Regions from separate parts of the Mus musculus genome. Here all the other regions are linked to region 2. A link is a contact called in public Hi-C data. All regions are on one chromosome and are shown on one strand. Each heading gives the region's core, a stretch centred on a gene start, on an enhancer-like site or on the middle of the called end of the contact. The rest is flanking DNA. Distances are from core to core; before and after follow the strand shown. Region 1 has its middle 73 kb from the start of Gm46273. Region 2 has its middle 33 kb from the start of Peli1. Region 3 overlaps Gm32293 (a long non-coding RNA gene).

Region 1 (3,311 bases), core at 756-3,255, 68 kb before region 2:
CTAGCACATTCTTTCTCAGAGATACTTGTGGTTCATCATTTTAATTTTTTTCTCTTCTATTGTTTACACAAATATAACTTTCTCAGTGATTTTTTTTCTGGTCTATTTTAATACTGTACTCCCTGCCTTCACAGCTTTTTCTGGCATGTAGAGCAATACCTGACTACTAGGACACAGTCCCTAAGCACCCGAACAGTAGTAAAGGAAGCATTTCTACAGATAAGACCGCAGGTGTATGAAGCCGATCAGGCTAAGGCTCTCAGAACACATTGAAGCCACACTTGTGAGTCTTCTGTGTTCTGCTGTCTCTGCCACAGCCTGTTTTCTTTACTGGTTCTAGTGAGTGCCATGTCAGCTCTGACTCCCCAGGAAGAGAGAAAAAAACCACTGGGCTAACAGGCCTGCTGTGGGCATAGTCACCAAAAGATAGGAGAGTGGGAAGGGCTAGCCCTAAATGTTGGTAACCTCCGCTCTCTCTAGACTGCTTCTCTTGAATGTAGAAACAATCCATTTGACCACTTGGCACTCCCATCTCATTGTTTAGCTCAAAACAAAGATTTAAATGGAATTTTCACTCTGCTACACTTTTAAAAAATCGTTCTCACATGTTTGTCCCCGTGGCCGCAGAGTTGTATTAGGTACATGGTGCATGTCTAGCTGGGGAAAAATAGGGGGAAAAAAATCAATCATCAAATATGGGGTTTAGTCTCCACAAAGAATCATTTTGATGTTTCCAGAAGCTTTCCAGTACTGCGAGACTATGTGGACCAATGGCTTTCAATTAAATCACAGTGAAAACTCTTCGTGGCATAGACGCATTGTCCACCCTGTCTGCACAGCAGAGGATAAGAAGGGAGGATGGAGGATCAAGCAACTTGTAGGGGAGTAAGAACAGGGCAGGGAGGATTAGGAAGGCAGCAGCACTGCTCTGCAGCCGACCTCACTGTTTGGGAAGTGCTGTGGATGCACCCACCAAAGAGCACCAAGAGAGGACAAGGACAGAAGCAGCAAGGACAAGGACCACAGCCTCCACTGGAGTATTTGCAGTGATGGGCATTTTGCTAAGTGCTTTATACAGCCTTAGATTTAAGCCCTTCCCCCAAGCCGGAGGGAAGTAGTTACATTCCGTGTCTTTAGAGGAGACCCAGAGAAACTGATGGTGCCACAGGACTCTACCACATAACCAAGTGGCACGGATGCCACATTTGCCAGGTTATTCTCATTCCCACCTGTTCCATTAAACCGCTGCTCTTCAATAAGAATGGCTCATATGAGCTGAACAGAAAAGTATACAAAGGAGCTAACCTAGAAAATAGGTGTCTTAAACGAGGCTGGAGAGGCAGCTCAACCGGTACGATGCTTGCTGCACAGACGTGAAAACCTGAGTTTAATCCCCAGAACCTTAGAGAAAACACTGGACATGGTGACACACAGGTCAAGGCAAGTTGACAGACTTTGCTGGCCATCAGCCTAGTCTGCTCGGCAAACCCTAGGTTCAGTGAGAGATCCTGTCTCACAAAACAAAGGTAAAAGATTAAATAATGACATACAAGGTTGTCCTCTGGCCGCCATATGTACATGCATACATGTGAACATGCCCACCCACACACCAAGCATGCAGAACCACATGTGGAAACAAGACACATGCATGGAAACCCTGTGGGAACCTAGCCCACAGCCCAGCTCTTCAGCTCAGAAGATGACACTATCTCCCCCTCATCGCTCACCACAGCACGAGTTACATATTCCCAGAAATGAATGCTAAGGCCCTGCCCAAAAGTGTTCTTACAAAGGCTGTGGAATAATTTGTTCTGTACTCTCTTTCCTATTGACATAAAATCACAAGGGAGATTTTTCACTCACCAGAGAATCTGGGAGGCCAGCTCCTTCCACTTGAGGGATGAGGGTCCAGGGTTTCAGAGGCACCAGAAGCAAATGGAATGGGGGCCTGAAGTGTGGAGCTGAACTTCTGACCCAGCAGGCAGGAATAGGCTCTGTTATGCAACTATCATCTCCTCCCTTCAGTGTTTTGACTCAGAGCACATTTAAACCTCAGCATGGGGTAGGAAGGATGAAAGACCTTTTATGGATTCTTGAATTATAACAACAACAAAAAAATCCTCGCGGGGGCAATATGAGCAAAGCATACCACTACATGTGCATGTGAATAGCATAATGGGGTAGTGATACTAAAAGGAAAACATGGGAAAACCCAGCTTAAGTTGGGGATGGACAGAAAGCCAGCCTGCCCTAGGATCTGGCATTCTGACACTGTCCAAGGCAGACTTTCCCTAGAACAAGAGCTCAGTCTATTTGGCCATGGGAAAGGTGGCATTCTGCATATGAAGGTAGTTAGACTCCATCTCGCAGCATCAGGGCCATGTCTTGGCTCATCTGTATGTGGATCAAATAGCAGCAGATCCTACCCACTATCTTCAGATTGAGAGAACTTCCCCTGACTACCCAATACCTCAACCCCCTCAGTATTTATGCTTGGACCACACACAGCAAACACTGGCATGCTTGCTAATGCTATAAAAGACAGTGCTACTTAGTGCGAAGGGTCTGATGTCAACTGTGTGCCAGTCCTGAGACTGGCCAGTGGTGAGCTCTTTGGCAAGTTGCCCTCTCTTGCTTTCAGCTTTTCCATGTGTAAAACGGATACAAGGATACCTATCTTAAAGTTATCCTTCTGCAGAGTAAAGTATTATATTGGGAAAGGAGCTCACACAATGTCTGGAAAAAAAAGGGGGGGGGGATTCAATTATCCTCTTGCTCACTTATATAAAAGCAAAGTACCAAGACAAATAAACCAAGAGATTGGCTGATGTCGTGTTCAACTCATATCTCAACCCTTGCTGAACCATCCTAATTAGCAACATGAGTATGAATTTCTCAGGAGAACTGAAGTACAATCAATTCCACTTTCAAACCCAGTTCTTCAAGTTTTGAGACAAGTCTGTTCCCTCTCTTTTTGAAATCAAACGCCAGTGTTCTCCACACACCCAAGGATGAAGCCCCTCCATCTAATGGTAAGGAATATTAGATTTATGCACCTGTATCTTCTGACTGCTACTGAGAGGGATGCACTTACTCCATTTTAGAACAGTCAGCCATTTTAGGTTCCAAAAGGACAGGCTAAGCTTCTCAGAAAAACTGCAGAAAAGGGCAGCCAATCATCAGTTGCCCAGACATTAAGTCAGAGGCTTGCAACAGATAGAAAAAAGTCCCTATAAGGTAACCCTCTTTCCTTCAAGGTACAAACCAATCAGAAGTATTCAAATATCTCATACCATAAGCTCAACCAATCC
Region 2 (3,239 bases), core at 213-2,712:
CTTCATACACAGTGGCATGTGTACACACACACACACACACACACACACACACACACACACACACATATATATATATGCACTATATATATATGCACTATATATATATATATATATATATGCAAAGAAAACACCCAAGGATTTTAGTTAAACTTATTCTTCACACTATATATATATATATACATATATATATATATATGCACTATATATATGCAAAAAAACCACCCAAGGATTTTAGTTAAACTTATTCTTCAAATTATAAATTATATTTTGTTTTCTGAGAACAAAGTTTCCAAAGGTTCAGAAAATAAAATTGTAGATTTATACTTAGCTAAAGGTAATCATTTAAATACCCAGTAAGAAAAAAAATATCTCTCTCCCTCTAACACCAGCCGCTTTGCCCATGGCTGGGGATGCAGCTGAGGGCCTTATACATGCTGGCCATGTGCTCGAGCATCAAGCTATTTCCTGATCCCTGGCAAAATGTCTTTAGTGCTGACACTCTTCAGAGAAGCCTAAGAGTGAGGATGTAAGGATCGTGCTTCAGGCCCATATTCTGGCATGTAAACCCAGGAGCAGCAGCCCGGAGGCCCTGCAGGGGCCAGTCCTGCCCTCCAATGCCTTCGGAGGCATGAATCTAATCCCAAATATCTCCATAGCACCACAGAAAAGGGCCATTCTATCAAGTATATTTGTGGTTACCTTAACCCATGTTTTAAATGATATGCTGCAAAATTTGCTGGGTTTATTATAAAATACCAAATTCAACTTTTGAACGAGTCATTTTATTGCACTTTCTGGTTTCGGTTAAGTTAAACATTGAACACAGCACTATTTTGAATTAGTTATTTACATTGAGATAAACGTTGCTCTGGCACCTCAGCTGGCCCTGTATTCCCTGTGTATCCTGGCCTCCGGGGGCTGGGACTGCAGTAAAGCGCCACACCCAGCTCTCCCTGCTCGCTTTACTGGTGAGAAATAACCCCCATGTGCTAAGCGTGGCTATCACCAAATCAGAACACCATATCTAATCATTGTCTGCTGTCCTCAACCTTTCATATCATACATCTTCCAAACTACAGGAAAGCAAACGCTTCCCCAACAGCGCAGTTTACAACCTTGAGCTCTATAGAGCGAAAGCACAGTTAGCCCGTCTAAAGTGCAGGGTTCGCCCTGGACCTCCTTAGGGGCAAGTCTTTGATTTTTCTGTGTGCAGTTAGCTTTTATGTCTCAGAATTTTTCACTTAAAAATGTGTCACACCTGAGAAAGACTGTGTTTCTCGTTTGCCCACTTGACCTTTTGAACACTTCAAGTCTTGCTTCACAGAGGACAAATCGAATTTATCTGTAAAAAAAAAAAAAAAAAAAAAAAAAAAAAGGGTGGGGTGGGGTGGGGGGAAGGGCTGAGAGAGCAGGAGCCAGAAAGTGAAAGCATGAGAGACTGAAGTCCACACTCCATGTCCACTGATTTTCATGTGGCAGTCAGGACCAACTCTCTTCTCTTTAATTTGTCCTCCTAGAGACCAGGGTTAGACACCCATCAGTGCTCTAGAAGGAGGTGAGTAACAAGGACCTGTGAGAACTAAGAGCAGGGCCCTAGGAAAAGCCCGCTGGACATTTGTAACCCCACGGGAAAACACGACTTTTGAAAAGCATCAAACTTTTTTTTTGAAAAGCTCCATTGAGCACGGTCTTTGGAGTTGATTTGGGGTTTAAACTTAGGGCAAGTGATATGTTGGCTAGAATTTCTTAAGGGATTTTTTTCCTTCAGGGAGACTCATAAGGCTTTCAAAGGTGCAGTGGGAGTTCCTTTACAGCAAGTTTCACCTGGGAGGCAGAGGCAGGAGGATTTCTGAGTTCGAGGCCAGCCTGGTATACAGAGTGAGTTCCAGGATAGCCAGGGCTACACAGAGAAACCCTATCTCGAAAACAAACAAACAAACAAAAAAAGTAAATTTTACTTCTAATTCTGAACTAGCATCTACCTTTTGTCATCCTCTTCACAAATTACCTTGGCTTTCTCTTGGTTTGATCAAGGTTTTGTCTAACCTGCCCCATACTAAATTCTTTCTAATCATTAGAATTATCCCAAACCAAGAAGGGCATTTGTAGCTTGTCCAGATTTCACAAGGTACCTTTGTAACAATGGAAGAAAGACTCTTGATAGATAACCTTTGTTCCCTTTGAACAAGCTGTGGTATTCCCACTGGTAATGTAAAGCGTATTTAAAATGCTTGGATTTAGGGCCAGCGAGGTGACTCATATGGTAGGAGAGGATAATGGAAGTCCTTGAGACCCACAGTAGAAGCAAAGAACTGACTGCCATTCAAAAGCTGCTCTCCAGCCTCCACCTGTGAAATACACACACACACACACACACACACACACACACATTACTACCACAACCGCCACCCACCAAACACACAGACCACACACCATAGATATACACACTAAATTTTTGAAATGGTTGTGTTTCTATTGCTATGTGCAAATTGGTACAGTGTGTAAATCCTGTGTGATTTGGGCAAGCAAATGTGTACTCTTCTTCTATTTATCATCTTTTAATGTGAAAGGTGACGCTACCTTGTCCATAGGTTGTTAAAAGCATCACTCTGTCGCTGTCTGAAGAGATACAGTGTATGTCGCCTAGAAAAGAATATGCCGTGCCTCTTCTGTTACACTTTCCCCACCATCCTGCACTCTGACTGCACAGCAATGATGCTGAGAAACTTAGTGACGGTGCTCAGTGAGAGAGTACACAGGAAGGGGCTGAGTCAGTGGGGGACTCAAGAATGACATTGTTGGGTGCTCATTGTATGACACTGTGAAAAGTGCTTTCTTCACATGCATTAAACTCATTTATTTTTCCACATTTATAGAATACTAATAACTGTATTTCATACATTTTAAAAATTACTTATATGATGATTTTTTTTTTTTACTCTACCAATTTAATTAATTGAGGTAGACTTTAAGGTCTCCAGAATCTTTTTCTTGTGTGATTCTGGGTGTGATTTATCCCGAAGTGGAATTTGCTGAGCTATGGAAGGCAGAGGGAAAGCTCAGTCATTGTTTTCTGAAGGTCATCTGGTGAAATGCCGTATTGGACAGAGAGAGGGGCCAGCCGGTTCTGGCTGTCTGCTTCCCTTGTTCCACATCCAAATATGCTTTTGAGACCTCAGGCCCCATTTATCAAAAACAACATCCCCTCATGCTCGAATGTGAAACCTTCCACTGATTCT
Region 3 (3,520 bases), core at 752-3,251, 120 kb before region 2:
CATAGTTCCACATAGTGATGGGTAACTCCCCATAGCTCCTCATAGTGATGGGTAACTCCTCATAGTGATGGGTAACTCCTCATAGTGATGGGTAACTCCTCATAGTGATGGGTAACTCCTCATAGTGATGGGTAGCTCCTCATAGTGATGGGTAACTCCTTATAGTTCCTCATAGCAATGGGTAACTACCCACAGCACTTCATAGTGATGGGTAACTCCTCATAGCTCCTCATAGTGATGGGTAGCTCCTCATAGTGATAGGTAACGCCTCATAGTGATGGGTAGTTCCTCATAGTGATGGGTAGCTCCTCATAGTGATGGGTAACTCCTTATAGTTCCTCATAGCAATGGGTAACTACCCACAGCACTTCATAGTGATGGGTAACTCCTCATAGCTCCTCATAGTGATGGGTAGCTCCTCATAGTGATAGGTAACTCCTCATAGTGATGGGTAGTTCCTCATAGTGATGGGTAGCTCCTCATAGTGATGGGTCACTCCTCATAGTGATGGGTAGCTCCTCATAGTGATGGGTCACTCCTCATAGTGATGGGTAGCTCCTCATAGTGATGGGTCACTCCTCATAGTGATGGGTAGCTCCTCATAGTGATGGGTAGCTCCCTTTCCCCCTAACCCTGAAAGACCCTTTCTTGCTCTTGTCTACATTTTGTACAATGCCGATGTTTTTCTGCACAATATTCACAAAATCCTCCTGAGAGACTTTGATCTCATGATTTTGGGTCTTCTCATTTTAAAATATAACTTTTAAAAAGCCAGTCTTTCTCCGTGCTATACTTTAGTATCCGCAAAAGACTGGACCCAGGCCCCTACATGTATAAGAATCTGTGGTTGTTGGATCTCTTATATAAAATTGGCCAGTTTTGCACATTATCTATGAGTATTTTCCTTTATGCTTCAAGCCATTTCTATACTGCACCCAATATGTAAATTCTATGTAAATAATTGTATGATAATTCATAAGGAGTAGTGGCAAGGAAAACATCTCTCTACTGTTCAACACAGACACAACCATCTTGGACCTACTACATCCTGCATGCCAACAATTAAGTAAATTTTTTCAAGTATTTTCAATCCTCAGTTGATATGAATCTGTAGATGCAAATGCCATTGACAGAGTGAGCTGACTAGTACCACAGTGTAGAATCAACCTTTTACAGATAATGTGTATTCAGATTTGCTTTTAGAGACTGGGTTACTGGTTAGCCAAGGATAGCCTGGACTCACTCTATATCCCAGGCTGTCCCTGAACCTATGGTAATTCCCTTGCCTCAGCACCCAAAATGTTAGGATTACAGGAAACACCATACCTAGCTCAATTTACAACTTGCCTAGTCAAAGTACAAGTTTCATTTCTGAGTTTTCCACTTTCTTCTGACACTTAGCAATTCTTTTTACTTGGTTTCATGATTAGTTATGCATTACAAACATTCTATCATAGTTTGTCTAGAAGTCAACTGTCTGGAATGACTGAAGGGCTTCCATGGTTATTGTCCCTGGTTTTCTCATAATACCTAATCTAGTTTTTCTTATTAACAGAGCTTCAGGAAGTGACAGAGAGCTGCTGCTGTTGCTGCTGTTGCCCTCCTATGGCTGACCATGGCTACCTGGGTACTCCTCATCCTTCCTTGGGGCTCGTTATTTATTTAGGTTCAGCAAGGGCTGGCTACCTCTACCTCGTGGGTACATCATTACTCAGTTGTCTCTCAAGAGATGTTTAACAACAACAATATAAATAATGGACATATGAAGGCATGAAATTAAGTCTACATAAATTTCCTTGTTACTTCCTTCATGGGTGAAAGAATTCAGACACATCTATGGCCACAGCCAAGAGCAGAATTTCTCTGGGCTGCAGACCACAGTATGCCACCCCCTTCCTTCTCTTTCTTCATAAACAAAAACTTCCATTAACTCTGGAAGGTATCAGACAAATGCCCATTGTGCTGACCTGGCTTGACCCCTTTCAGAAAAAACTGCATACTTGTTAGAAATAATTTGCAGAGCTGTGATCCCAGCCAGCAACTGCACTCTGTGTTTTGCAAGCTCCTGCTGAGTAAAAACAAAACAAAACAAAACAAAAAAATGGTAGGCTTAATCTCATTGGTGAGAAAGTCAGACAATTTACATATAGTCCACAAGGTTCTATTGCTGGCTGACTGTGCAGAAAAACTCCAGGCAAACAACTTTTGTTCTTGGGGAGATCAAACTCTTACAGATTCACTCTCCCCTCCATCCAGGATGAGAAGCTAGTGCATAAGTTAGAAGGGTTTTCTAACAGAGGAGGGTCAGCAGAGGACACTTCACAGAGAACAGAAGTGAAATCAGATACTCTGACATCTTGAAGGGATCAGGAAACCAATACATTAAGACAGAGGTGGAATGCTGGGCTCTATCTCAGTGACCCTGAGCTAATTTCTGCTCTGTGGATTTAGATCTGCATTTGGTGCCAGAATGGAAGTCTCAAGATGTCCATGACATACAGGACATACCCAAAAAAACTGTACATTGTGACAAGGTGATGAATCCTGGTTAAAAATGATATTGCAGCGGAAAGTGAAAGAAACGGAATGACCCATTAAACGGAGACCACTTGGTATTTGGAAGGGTGGAGGCTGAAGACTTGTTCATCTCTTGTCTCCCAGAGAAAGAAAACGGTCCCCAGCCTGGAAAGAGAATGGTGGGTGGGTTTCAGAAATCTCTGGGGTTCCCAGGTAAGAGCATCCCTGCTTCTTTACAGGTGTTTCAGAGAAGCCCAGTGGTAACAGGGATGGAGTGCTACAGGCACAAGCTGCTAAGAACTGAGCCTTCCACTACAAACACCAGAAGCCTCAGCCAAGAGTCGAAGGACATCATCCCTAGCTTGGAACACTGAACACGATAAGAGGGTGCCCCATTGTGTTGAAGGCTCAGGAGCCCCTGAGAAAGTTCTGTCCTGTGTAAGATCCCTAAGGTTTCCTCATGACCAAAGGGACACGTTCCCATCCTAGTCATGAATAATGATATAAAAAGTAGAGGCCCAGGCTAAGATGTTGCTATAGTTTGACTGTCCCTACCAAAACTCATGTTGAGGTTTAATGCCCATTGTGAAGTAATAGACAGTGGGGACTTTAATAAATGACTAGGACACAAAGACTCAGCTTTCACGAATAATGTTAAATACATCCTTCTGTTCACACATTAATGGTTCTCTCAATAGTAAGTCTGTTGTAATATCAATCTGACACTGGATTTTGTGCCCTGTTGTGAAAACTTTCCCTGGGGAAACAAGAACAAATATTTATGTACCCTAGAGAAGGCAACCATGACAGACCAAAGTAACAATTCCACCTGAGTCTCGCTTGAAGCAATGAGTTTTCTGGACTTACTTATGAACATGGGTAAGTAGTCATACTACTGAAAAATCTCACCCCAGCATAGATATGACATCTCCACAATTGCACAGAGGAAGTCCCTCCTTCAGTTAGCTTTCAGTATACTCTCATGCCCTCCAGAAACCACAGG

Evidence for each region. Hi-C and Micro-C count contacts between places; a contact is called where the count stands out from the background.
Region 1: a Hi-C map of liver shows a contact between it and region 2, with 3 times the contacts expected there. The contact joins two enhancer-like sites. A contact is called at or near these places in 3 of 484 Hi-C or Micro-C datasets (the HPC-7 cell line and liver) and 1 of 115 datasets of contacts at active chromatin or transcription factors (embryonic stem cells).
Region 3: a Hi-C map of liver shows a contact between it and region 2, with 3 times the contacts expected there. The contact joins two enhancer-like sites. A contact is called at or near these places in 2 of 484 Hi-C or Micro-C datasets (liver and nephron progenitors), 4 of 115 datasets of contacts at active chromatin or transcription factors (the HPC-7 cell line, intestinal villus epithelium, pancreatic cancer cells and 1 more) and 1 of 9 other capture datasets (embryonic stem cells).

The regions. Positions count from the first base shown.
Region 1 is chr11:20,988,851-20,992,161 of GRCm38.p6, forward strand. No RefSeq gene overlaps it. Among named protein-coding and RNA genes, the nearest start is that of Gm46273, 73 kb to the left of the region's middle. Within about 2 kb of position 2,006, at least 12 of the 459 cell types and tissues checked have an H3K27ac peak or open chromatin away from gene starts, as enhancers often do. A contact at or near this core is called in liver, where this site is marked.
Region 2 is chr11:21,057,144-21,060,382 of GRCm38.p6, forward strand. No RefSeq gene overlaps it. Among named protein-coding and RNA genes, the nearest start is that of Peli1, 33 kb to the right of the region's middle. Within about 2 kb of position 1,463, at least 19 of the 459 cell types and tissues checked have an H3K27ac peak or open chromatin away from gene starts, as enhancers often do. A contact at or near this core is called in liver, where this site is marked.
Region 3 is chr11:20,932,825-20,936,344 of GRCm38.p6, forward strand. Gm32293 (a long non-coding RNA gene) reads left to right here. Exons shown (of 7, transcript XR_872298.3): 2 at 1,556-1,627; 3 at 2,757-3,396. Among named protein-coding and RNA genes, the nearest start is that of Gm46273, 17 kb to the left of the region's middle. Within about 2 kb of position 2,002, at least 9 of the 459 cell types and tissues checked have an H3K27ac peak or open chromatin away from gene starts, as enhancers often do. A contact at or near this core is called in liver, where this site is marked.